2 separate regions of the Sus scrofa genome follow, and region 1 is linked to region 2. Evidence: chromatin contacts called from public HiChIP or PLAC-seq data. All regions are on one chromosome and are shown on one strand. The core of a region is the stretch at or near the end of the contact, and the rest is flanking DNA. Distances in the headings are between cores, read along the strand shown. Region 1 has its middle 100 kb from the start of UBE2E3. Region 2 has its middle 100 kb from the start of CWC22.

Region 1 (5,761 bases), core at 2,226-4,725, 660 kb before region 2:
TTGAAAAGAAATAATGGCATTTGTAGCAACATGGATGGACCCAGAAATTATCATGCTAAGTGAAGTCAGTCAGACAGGAGACACCAACATCATATGCTATCATTTATGTGTGGAATCTTAAAAAAGGACACAATGAACTTCATTGCAGAACAGATACTGACTCAAAGACTTTGAAAAACTTATTTTTTCCAAATGAGATAGCTTGAGGGGTGGGGGATACACTGGGGGTTTGGGATGCAAATACTATAAAATTGGGTTGTGATGATCAGTGTACAACTATATATGTAATAAAATTCATTGAGTGATTATAAAAAAGAGTTAGAAGCTATAAAGAACAACCAGAGATGAAGAATATAATAACTGAAAGGAAAAATACACTAGAACAAATCAATAGAAGATTAGATGATACAGAGGAATAGATAGGCAAGCTAGAACACAGAGTAATGGAAATCAGTGAAGCTGAAAAAAACAGAATAAAAAGAAATGAAGACAGTTTAAGAGACTTCTGGAACAAAATAAATCATACCAATATTCACATTATAGGAATCTCAGAAAGTGAAATGTGAAAGGAGTAGAGAACATATCTGAAGACATAATAGCTGAAAACTTCCCTAGCCTGGGAAAGGAAACAGACATCCAGGTCCAAGAAGTACAGAGGGTACCATACAGGATGTATTCAAAGAGGAACACATCAAGCACATTGTAATTAAACTGAAAAAAATTGAAGATAAAGAGAAATATTAAAAGCAGTAAGGGAAATACAGTAATTTAGGTACAAGGAAATTCCTACAAGGGTATTAGCTGATTTTTCAGCAGCAAATCTGCAGACTAGGAGGGAGTGGTACAATATATTTAAAATTATGAAAGGGAAAGAAGTACAACCACAAATACTGTAGTTTTGTAGACAAGCTAAAGCAAAGAGAGGTCAGGACTACCAAACCAATGTTACAAGAAATGTTAAAGGGACTTCTCTGACCATAAAGAAAAGGCCACAACTAGAAATGTGAAAATTACAAAAGGAAAAATCTCATTGGTAAAAACAAATATAAGTAAAGGAATTTAAGCTGCCATGTATAAAGCTAGTATAATAGTTACAAGCAAAAGTAATAGGGTCATACTTATTTACAATAAGTAATTAAAGCATACTCAAAAACTGTAATATATGATGTCAAATAACATAAACATCTGATGGAGGAGAATAAAAATGCAGGGTTTTTAAAATGCTTTTGAGGGAGTTCCGTTGTGGCGCAGTGGTTAACGAATCTGACTAGGAACCATGAGGTTGCAGGTTTGATCCCTGGCCTTGCTCAGTGGGTTAAGGATCCAGCATTGTCATGAACTGTGGTGGTGTTAGGGTGGCTAGCCGGTAAGCTCTGATTAGACCCCTAGCCTGGGAACCTCCATATGCTGCGGGAGCAGCCCTAGAAAAGGCAAAAAGACAAAAAAAAAAAAAAAAAAAAAAAAAAAAAGCTTTTGAAAGAGATCAGTAACTTAAAATAATCATATATATATATGCCTATGTATAGGTAGAATATAATCAATAGCTATGTAATATCTTTGGTGACATACTGTAACTTGACTTACTGTGGTGATCATTTTGAAATGTATAGAAATATCAAATCACTATGTTGAGTAATAGGAACAAATATAGCGTTGTCAGTTATGTTTAAAAAACAAAGAAACTAACAAACTCATAGAAAAAAAGATCAGATTTGTTTGCTACAGGTATGGGATTGTGGGGTGGGGAACTGGATGAAAGTGATCAAAAGGTGAAAACTTCCAGTAATAGGATAAATAACTACTGGAGATGTAGTGTAGAACATGACAAATATAGTTAACATTGCTGTATGTTATATATGAAAGTTGTTAAGTTCTCATCACAAGAAAAAATTTTTTTTTCTATTACTTTAACTTTGTATTTATATGACATGATGGGTGTTCACTAAAATTATTGGGATAATCATTTCATGATGTATGTAAGCTAATTCATGAGGTACATCTTAAATACATGTAGTACTGGAGTTCCCGTCTTGGTGCAGTGGTTAACATATCTGACTAGGAACCAGGGATTCGGGTTCGATCCCTGGCCTTGCTCAGTGGGTTAAGGATCCGGCATTACCGTCAGCTGTGGTATAGGTTGCAGAAGCGGCTCGGATCCCACGTTGCTGTGGCTCTGGCATAGGCCGGCGGCTACAGCTCTGATTTGACTCCTAGCCTGGGAACATCCATATGCTGCGGGTGTGGCCCTAGAAAAGACAAAAAGATGAAAAAAAAAAAAATACATGTAGTACTGTATGTCAACTATATCTCAATAAAACTGCAACAAAAAAAATATTGTAAGAACCAGGTATTGTAAACAAATTTCTCATTACACAGTTTCCAAGTTACTATTGACACTGCAAGAAGGGCTCCATCATTAGAATCTAACCTACCCTGAATCATAGAAAGAGAATGGAATCCAATCAAAAACCTTGGCCTTGAATATCAATGATTTCCTCCTAGATGAAGAGTTGTTACCTTCTTTGGCATCTCATCATGTACAGACTACTTTACTTTGCATCTTCTCTAAATACTTTGTTTAGCCCTACTCATTGTCCCCTAACCTTTAAATTAGCTATGTCTGTTAAAAGCAATTTTCACATATTGTGACTGAAGGTTCATTTAGTCAACAAATATTTGTCACACACTGTGTATTGAATATTGTTTTTACTAGAAATATAGCAACATACAAAAGAGGCAAAAAGCCATATCCTTGTAGTCTTGCTACATTCTAGTTTACATACTAGTGGGGAAAGAATATATCAAACAGGATTAACAAGAAACATATCATAAGTTAAGCCAAGCTAAATATTTAAGAAGGAAAAGGTAGTAAAGGAAGATAGATGGTTTAGTGGTGGGGAGAGCTGTTGAGTTTTGATGGGGTGACTAGGAAGGGAACAGCTATAGCAGGGAGCTATGTGATCATTTGGAGAAAAGGGCTCAAGAAGTGAAAAAGTTCCAAGGCAGGAGAGTTCTGGAATGTTTATTGGAGGAATCCAGTGTGGCTGGAGTAGATTGGACACCCTGAACAGTGACCCAAGATGAAGTCTAAGAAACAAAGAATGTGTATATTAGGAAAAGATCATGTGGATTTAAATATAAGGAAGGCTTATGCTGTGAATGAAATGGGAAGCCATTGCAAGGTGTTCAATAGGACAGTCATGTTCTGGCAGATTTTAATAGAGTTGCATTGGCTGCTAGATCAACAGTCATATTAAAATGTGCAAAAGCAGAAGCAGAGACCAGACAAAGAGGCCAATGCAATAATTCAGGGGGAAATCAGTGACTTGAATCTGTTGGTATCAGTAGAGATTGTGAGTGGAGATTAGATCTTGAAGGAAGAAGATTTGCTAGTAAATGAGGTATTAAGTGTGACAGAAATGGAGAAGTGAAGACTGATTCCTTGTTTTGGCTTGAGCTACTGGAAGCATTTTAGTTTCCATTAAGTCAGATAGGAAGATCCCTGGTGGGGCAGGCTTAGTGGAGGGTGTAAGGGAAACTAATATCAAGAGTTTAGTGCTATTCATTTTAGGTTTGGAGATGTCCATTAAACATTCAAATGAAAAGGCTGAGTGGGCAGTTGGATTTGTAAATTTGGAATTCAGAAGAGAGATGTGAACATATAATTTGAGAGTTAGCATGTAGAGGCATTTAAAGCCATGAGACTGATGATCCATTTCATACAAATTGTGACAGACTTCTGTCATCGCTAGGGAAGTTTATCATATTAAATTTCAAGAGTAATGCTATTTTTAAGGTAATGCTATTTTAGGGTAGTGCTAAAATCTCTGTGCTTTTTAGAACTCAGTATATTTCTACAGGCTTAGAAGAGTTAGTCCTAGCATTTATTACACAAAAGATAGAATAATGCTTACATTAAAATCAAAAATGAAAAAGAAGTATGCAAAATTATATGCATTATATAATCAGAAAAGTGTAAAAGATGCTTAGACAAAGATGTGAAGGAAATACAAAATTTTTTATTTTGATTATCTTAGGCATTAGGATTATGGATACAATTTTCTAATTTTTTCTTTAATTCATTCTCCAAATTTTCCATAAAGTATTAATTTTTTTTAAAAAAGTGGGCAAAAAAATAAAGTTCCAAGGTTATGCAAATAAAAATTTCTTCCTGTGTGCTGATGAGCCAATCAGATATGTAACAGAACCCAGTGACTAACTGCACTGCATTTCATCATTTGTGATTATATATTATATGATATAAAACATAAAAATGAAGATGAAGGGCATTCACCAATCTTATCTGGATATCATATAAACATATGTGGTTTATTGACAGCTTATCAATACCTGAGACCAGGTGTTCTAGAGAAATAAGAATTAAAGAGGTCTCATAACCAGCCTGGTCCAAGGAGCTCACTATATTCAGGCTGCTCATTATTTCCACATCAACTTGGTGCAATTTCCAGCTCCTGTTTTGGTCTCTGATCTCCTTCTCCAGCACACAGGCTCCCTTTGGGATTTCTTTTTTAACGCAAACTTTCACCATGGGGTTTTTTCCCACCTTGTTATTCCAGACACACTGAAGGGTTTTGATTCTTCAAGGTTTATTTCAAAGTGCTTCAAAGAGGGACCTCCTGAAGTGGTATAAAATAGATTTAACAATACCAACCTCCCTCATAAGGCTGCTGTGAGGAATAATAATATAAAAGACTACAAAGCACTTTGTAAATATAAAGTTCTATACAAATGCTTAATAATAATTACTGGGCATAGCACAACGCAGTCTTTTGTGTGTTCATATTAAGTGCCAATGTGTTGGATAAGTTTCCTTCCTCCAGTCATTCTTCTATATTTATAATAAAAATGTTTTATTTAAAATCATGTATAGAACCTCCTCATGCTCCACACCTTGGATGTGTTTACAAGCAAGAACCGAAACAATGTCAGCTGGTGGGAAAAGAATCAGGTTGTCTTGGGTGCAGCTCTCTTTATGTTTGAAGATGCTTTGGCACAGTAGGGAAACCAGAGATGTATAACCTCATGGTATTTTTTTTTTCTCTGAATGGTTAGATACATATATCTGTCCATTGACAGGGCAGTACTTTCTGCATTCAGATCAATATGAAGATTTGCTTAAGTTATGCAATCACATCTCTGTTTTTGTCGATACAAGGGAATCAACCTTACTCTTCAAATTTTCATCAATTGGCACTGAAATTAAATAGCTTCAGATTTCTTGTGTTATTACAAGTTTCTTTAAACAATCCCTTTCATTCACCAGATTTTTACAGTCTTGGTCTATTGGTCTGTTTTCTCATTTGTAACCAAATCTTCCAAATATAGCATTCCTTCTGTGTCTGAAAAGTATCCATTTAAGAGACCATCTACCTTTGGCTAGTAGAATTCTCATGAAAACAAATCTGATCAAAATAGTTTTATTTAGAAATATTCTTATAATTCTTTTCTAAGATAAAATTTGGCCTAAATTATCTCCACAGTAATCCCCCAGTGCAGTAGCTATAAAGATAAACTTGACCAGTTTTCCAAAGCATAAGACTATATCCCTGTCACACTAAGATGCATAGAAACTGACAGGGGATAAGAATCCAAATGTAGGAAAGCTTTGTTTACTCCATGGACCAAAAAAATAAAAGGGAAATCTTTGCTATAAGAGAGGGTTTAATTTAATGTGGGAATCCCGTACTCTTCCTATCCCTAAGGAAAGATTTGTACCTGCTTGGACTTTCATTCTTCAGCA
Region 2 (5,385 bases), core at 2,058-4,557:
AGCAAGATAATGCTTAAAATGGGAGAGGATTTGGCAGCCAAATAGCCAAGAAAGAAAAATGAAAACTACTAGTATAAAGACTGAAAGCTTTTATAGAATTTCATGAATGCATGATTTGATCTTTCAAAATAGGAATTATAAACAATAAGAAATGTCATGCAGCAATTTCAATTTATGTAGAATCATGTAAGTAAATGTACCATTTGATTTAATAATGAAGATATGAAAAAGATAAAGTGTTAACAAAATATAGTCTGCAGCAGCTTCTTTCAGTAATGGTGTATACATTTGAAAAGCAGAAAGTCAATAGATGTAATATTAAAAAACATTATTCATCTCTTTCTCACAGCAGGGTGACTAAGCCTGCTGTCACCAAACATGTTACCTCACTGTTCCCTGATGGAGTTCCTTTAATAGGATGAGATGAATGCAAGTGTTTAACTATTTTAACATATCAACAACAGAAAATAAAAGCAGCTATTGAAACAAATGATCTGGCTCTCCGCTAATTGAATATGTTTATGTCTTCAGACAGAAATGCACTGATGCCTGAAATGTGTATAGTACCATAGGAATAGAAGTTTACCAATTAAACAACAAAATAGGTTCAATACCAAATAGGTCTCTGAAATCCTTTGCCAATCCCTCAAAGACAGAAGTGCTAAACATCCATCTGTCAGAGAGTCCATGAGTGTGAAATTTAAATGTAAACTGAATCTAAACCGTGATTTTAAAAGTTCACTGTTTCCTAACTAATGTTGATCCAAATGCAGAGAGGGTCTAAATTCTTAATAAGTCACATTACCATGAGAAAAGTCTCTAGAATCCAGAAAACCTCTGGAATACAAGACACTTTACTATAGAGGATACAGAATTGTTTGTTCTCCAAGGCACTCACAAACCAATGAACCATCAGACGGAAAGTTGGAGCACTGGTTCTACAATGAGCCACTTCAAAATTTCCAGTTTGGGCCCTGATTTATTCTCAAGTCAAAATGGAAAATAAACCCCTTCTTTGATTCTTCATTATTTAATTTGCTCTGCTTTCTTCCCAGCCTGTGCTTCACTGGGTTCCCTCTTCCTGAGCCTCCAAATTTTCTCATATAATCTCCATTCACAAAGAACAACTTGATAAAACTTTGCCAAGGAAGAACCTAACAAGTTATTTCTTCTAGTAACATGTATGTTTCTAAAAGTGATGTCTAGGGAATCACAGTTTATCACCAACAGTGGAATTTCTGGAAATGCTTTTTAGGTCCCCCTTTGGTGCAAACAACTAAGCTTAGCCTCATTTACACTTTTATACCAAATTGAACCATATGTCTTATTTCACATGCCACAACTGTTCCCTTCTACCTATTATTAAGAATTTTGCAATGGATGCACACAGGATTTTCCAGGATAAATAGAGTAGAAAATATTCGCAGTTTCATGAAACTCACCTTATTTAGTACAACAATTTCCAACTCCTGTGAGTAGTTCTACAGAGTTTTGCAAGCAATTATTACAGGATGTTTTCATTCTATCCAGTACTAGCTAGTGAGATAAAAAGCAGTCTTTCATCAAGCCTGATGTAAATTTTTTACTATCATATCCTTTAAATAGAGACTAAAGCCAGGGGAACCTAAGAACATTTAGCAAAGCCAAAAAGGAAACCAGAATATTTTAAGCTCAGAACACTGACTATTTAATTTTGGTAAAATTTTCCTTTTAAGTAGCAGTAATGTGCTCTAATTTATAGCCACAAATTTGGACTATCAGGAAAGAAAGAAATAAGGAAAGAAAGAGAAAAAGAGGGAAAGGAGGGAAGAAAGAAGGGAAGTGAAAGCAGCTCTTTTACCCCTTTCCTGTTTGCCAATTTCTGTTCCCCTCTAAACTTAAAAGTACCTAATTATAGGAATGAGATGACTAAACAATTGAACTGACTCTACTGAATGCACACCATGTCTTGTCTCACCTGTTGATTCTTTTCCTAAATAAAAAGAATTAAGCAGTTAAAAATTGATTAGCTCTCTATCCCCAACAGCCCCCATCAGCAATCCTGCAGGAAGATCACACAGGTAAAATAATATCTGAAGGGAAAGTCATTCAATGGACAATGATGCAGAACCCAACCTCCTGCCTTAAAGATTCCCTGAGATCCTCCCCACCCTCTGCCCCCAGTTTTTCCTTTAACAACTGTCCTGGCTGAGCAGAATCTTCAGAGTTAGTTTCTAGACACAAGTCCACCTTCTCTCCAGATAGCCTGCTTTTCTGATTAAAGCAACTTTTCTTTCTACTGACACTTGTCTCTCAAATTATTGACTTATGAGAAGCAAGCAGCCAAACCTAGGTTCAGTGAAGGAAGGGAGGAAAGGAGGAAGGAAGGACAGAGGAAAGGGAAAAGGAGGAGAAAGTGGGAACAGGGGGAGTGATGCCTTTCTGTGGTACCATAAACCTCTCCATTTGAATAACAAAACTGGCCAAAACGGAAAACTCCCTTTTGAAATTTACACTACGATATGAGGCAACAACCAAGGTTTCTGCATTGAAACAACTTCGCCACAGATTAATCTCAACATCTTCAACATAGTGATTCCCAGTCCTAGATGCACAGTGAGGCACTTAGCAAAATTTAAACTATACCGACGGTCCAGAAAACTCCCAAGATTTTGAGGGGATTGGCCTGGGGTGCAGCCTGGGCATCAGGAGATTTAAAAGATCCGGATGTGCAGGTATCCAGAGTCCAACACTGGACAGAAGACAAGAGCTGTTCCAGGCGCCTGTTTGAGCTGACTGCGCTTCAAGGAGACCCTGCTTCACTAGACCGCGACCTCCTGTGGAACCTCCAGAGCTTTCCCGGCATTTACTTAGTGAAACAGGGCCAGTGGTGGATTGAAGTCTCACATAGTAGCTCTCTGACACACTAATCAATTCCTCTCTCTCTCTCTTTCGGCTCTGATTCAAACTGCCTCAGGGAAAGAGACAAACAGCCGAGCCAAAGGACCGCGGCCACTGGATCACCTTTCTTTGACGAAAGAGCCAGAACCCGCCTTTCAGTAAGGCAGAGGCAGAATAGGAACGCGGCTGCCCTCTGGCGGCCTCTTGGGCGGCCTCTTTCCTGAAAAAGGAGTGTGAACGACTAATCAGACTTTCCCACTTGGTTGACATACTAGAAATAGGCTTAAATATCACTATAATGGAAGGGTTTTGTGGGGACAGAGAGAACTTTAAGGGAGAGCAGAGCCAGCCAGCCCTCCTGTAGGCCAAGTGGAACAAACACTTGCCTTCAAATCTTTCACCCACCTGTCTGCCTTCAAAGTTCTTTAAGGACTCAGGAGAGAGGTTAGCCCAAGAATAAGCGTTTTCTTCCCAGGAAGGCTCTAGCACAGTGGTTCTCAAGTTCAGTGGGCATTAAAATCACCTGGCGGGGGAGGTCCTATCGTGGCGCAGTGGAAACAAATCTCACTAAGAACCATGAGGTTGCAGTTCAATTCCTGGCCTCACTTAGTGGATTAAGGACCTGGGGTGAGCTGTGGTGTAGGTCGCAGATGCAGCTCAGATCTGGCGTGGCTGTGGCTGTGGTGTAGGCCGGAAGCTGCAGTTCTGATTAGACCCCTAGCCTGGAAAGCTCCATATTCCGCAAGTGAGGCCCTAAAAAGCAAAAAAAAAGAAAAAGAAAAAAAAAAAGTCACTTTGTGGGCTTGTAGAACTCTTGATCTTTGGGCCCTACTGCCCGGGTTTCCGATTTAGCCTATCTGGCTTTTGGGCCTGAGACTTTACCTTCCTAACAAATTCCCAAATGATAGTGCTGGTCCAGGGACCATACTTGGAGAAGCACTGGACAAACGGGCAAAGATCAGTTAATTCTTAGAAGCAATCTAATAAATCCATCAGAACTTCAGTCAAATGGAGACGAGACTGGGTGAAGTATCCATAGACTGGGCCACTGAGCAGGGTCAAAATATTTTGTCACTATGCAATTGTTCCTAAACATCAGTGGAGTAGCATAAGGCAGCCAAAAATACCAACAAAGAAGTGATCTGGATGACAATTGAACAAAAAATACCTCCTCATTGTTTTTGCCCAGTGTCCTCTGGGGGTCTCCAGGAAACATTGCATGTTCTATTGCCTAAACACCAAATCATCCCAATCTATTTAATTTAGAGGGAAGCAGACCCGATTCAAAAGCCAAAATGACAAGTTACAATAGATTTTAAACAGAGGATTTTCTATGGACAGAAGGCGATGAGAGATATATTAGTTTTCATTCCAACACCGCCACCTAGTGAAATTTTGTTTTAACATCAAACAACCTAAAATGGTGGTTTATTTTAACAGAAAAGGGCCACATCACTTGCCTACTGTGATACAACCCAAAAGGGTAAGTGAACAAAAACAGTATATTGTGGCATGCATAAGCCATTTTTGTATGAAAAGAGAGCAAAGATATTAGCTGAGGACTTTCATAAACCAAAAAATATGCACAGATTTCCCAAAGTAGTCTGATAAGAATAGGTAGTGAAAATGGGAACTTATATCAAAACATTATCTTCAAGTGCTGGGTGTATGTGCTAAAGCCTCAAGCCTCCTGATAATAATTGATAACTAATTATAGGAAAAGAAAAGAAAAATGCCTATGTTCTGTATAAATGTAAAATGATCCATATAATTGCACACCTTATAAACAAAACAGTTGAATAAGTCAAATTCTCTCTTCTCTACTATGGACCCCAGGAAGAGAGAGAGAGAGAGAAAGGAAAAAAGAGACACAAAATCACTGCTGTTGGCCCTGAGAAGGAAATGGAAAGTAAACCACTCAAGATGTTAAAAATCTGCTTTGCTGCCCACAAAATTTATATGCAAACCCCTGTTACAGGTGAGCTGATAGTTTAAGTAAGGGTAAGCATTCACTGAACATTAACAAGAAGCAATTTTATTTTTCCAACCACTGTTCCAAATGTGACTGATGGACTGCCACTTTCCTGCCTCACAATATCTCAGGCAGATTATTAATGTCTAATAATTTTCATGACTCATAAAAATACAATTTTACTGAGCCCCGGCAGGTAAAACTGGTGACCCACAGGGATGTAGCTCGCCCCTCCTCCTGGGACTCCCATGTCATGAAGCCAACCTGGGAACTTGTTAAAAAAGCAAATTCTTGGGCCTAAGTCTAGAAAGAAAGCCCCTCTCAACATCTGCAACATGAGGTTAAATGTAGGATCTCCTATTCTGTTGTTCAATTGTGATATCAATGTAACTGCCTTCATACTACGCATTGCTTGGTCTCAAACTGTTCCTTGGATGTTTTTATAAATATTGTGGAGAACATTTTACCTAGCCCATATTTCCTACCCCAAGAGAGATTTCAATATGTCCAGGCTTTTTAAATTACATTTAAGA

What was found. HiChIP or PLAC-seq counts read pairs in DNA pulled down with a chosen protein or histone mark.
Region 1: a contact with region 2 is called in an H3K27ac HiChIP or PLAC-seq map of skeletal muscle, with 15 times the contacts expected there. The contact joins two enhancer-like sites. A contact is called at or near these places in 1 of 47 Hi-C or Micro-C datasets (embryonic fibroblasts) and 1 of 2 datasets of contacts at active chromatin or transcription factors (skeletal muscle).

Annotation. Positions count from the first base shown.
Region 1 is chr15:86,365,660-86,371,420 of Sscrofa11.1, reverse strand. No RefSeq gene overlaps it. Among named protein-coding and RNA genes, the nearest start is that of UBE2E3, 100 kb to the left of the region's middle. Within about 2 kb of position 3,475, at least 1 of the 83 cell types and tissues checked has an H3K27ac peak or open chromatin away from gene starts, as enhancers often do. A contact at or near this core is called in skeletal muscle, where this site is marked.
Region 2 is chr15:85,703,488-85,708,872 of Sscrofa11.1, reverse strand. No RefSeq gene overlaps it. Among named protein-coding and RNA genes, the nearest start is that of CWC22, 100 kb to the right of the region's middle. Within about 2 kb of position 3,307, at least 5 of the 83 cell types and tissues checked have an H3K27ac peak or open chromatin away from gene starts, as enhancers often do. A contact at or near this core is called in skeletal muscle, where this site is marked.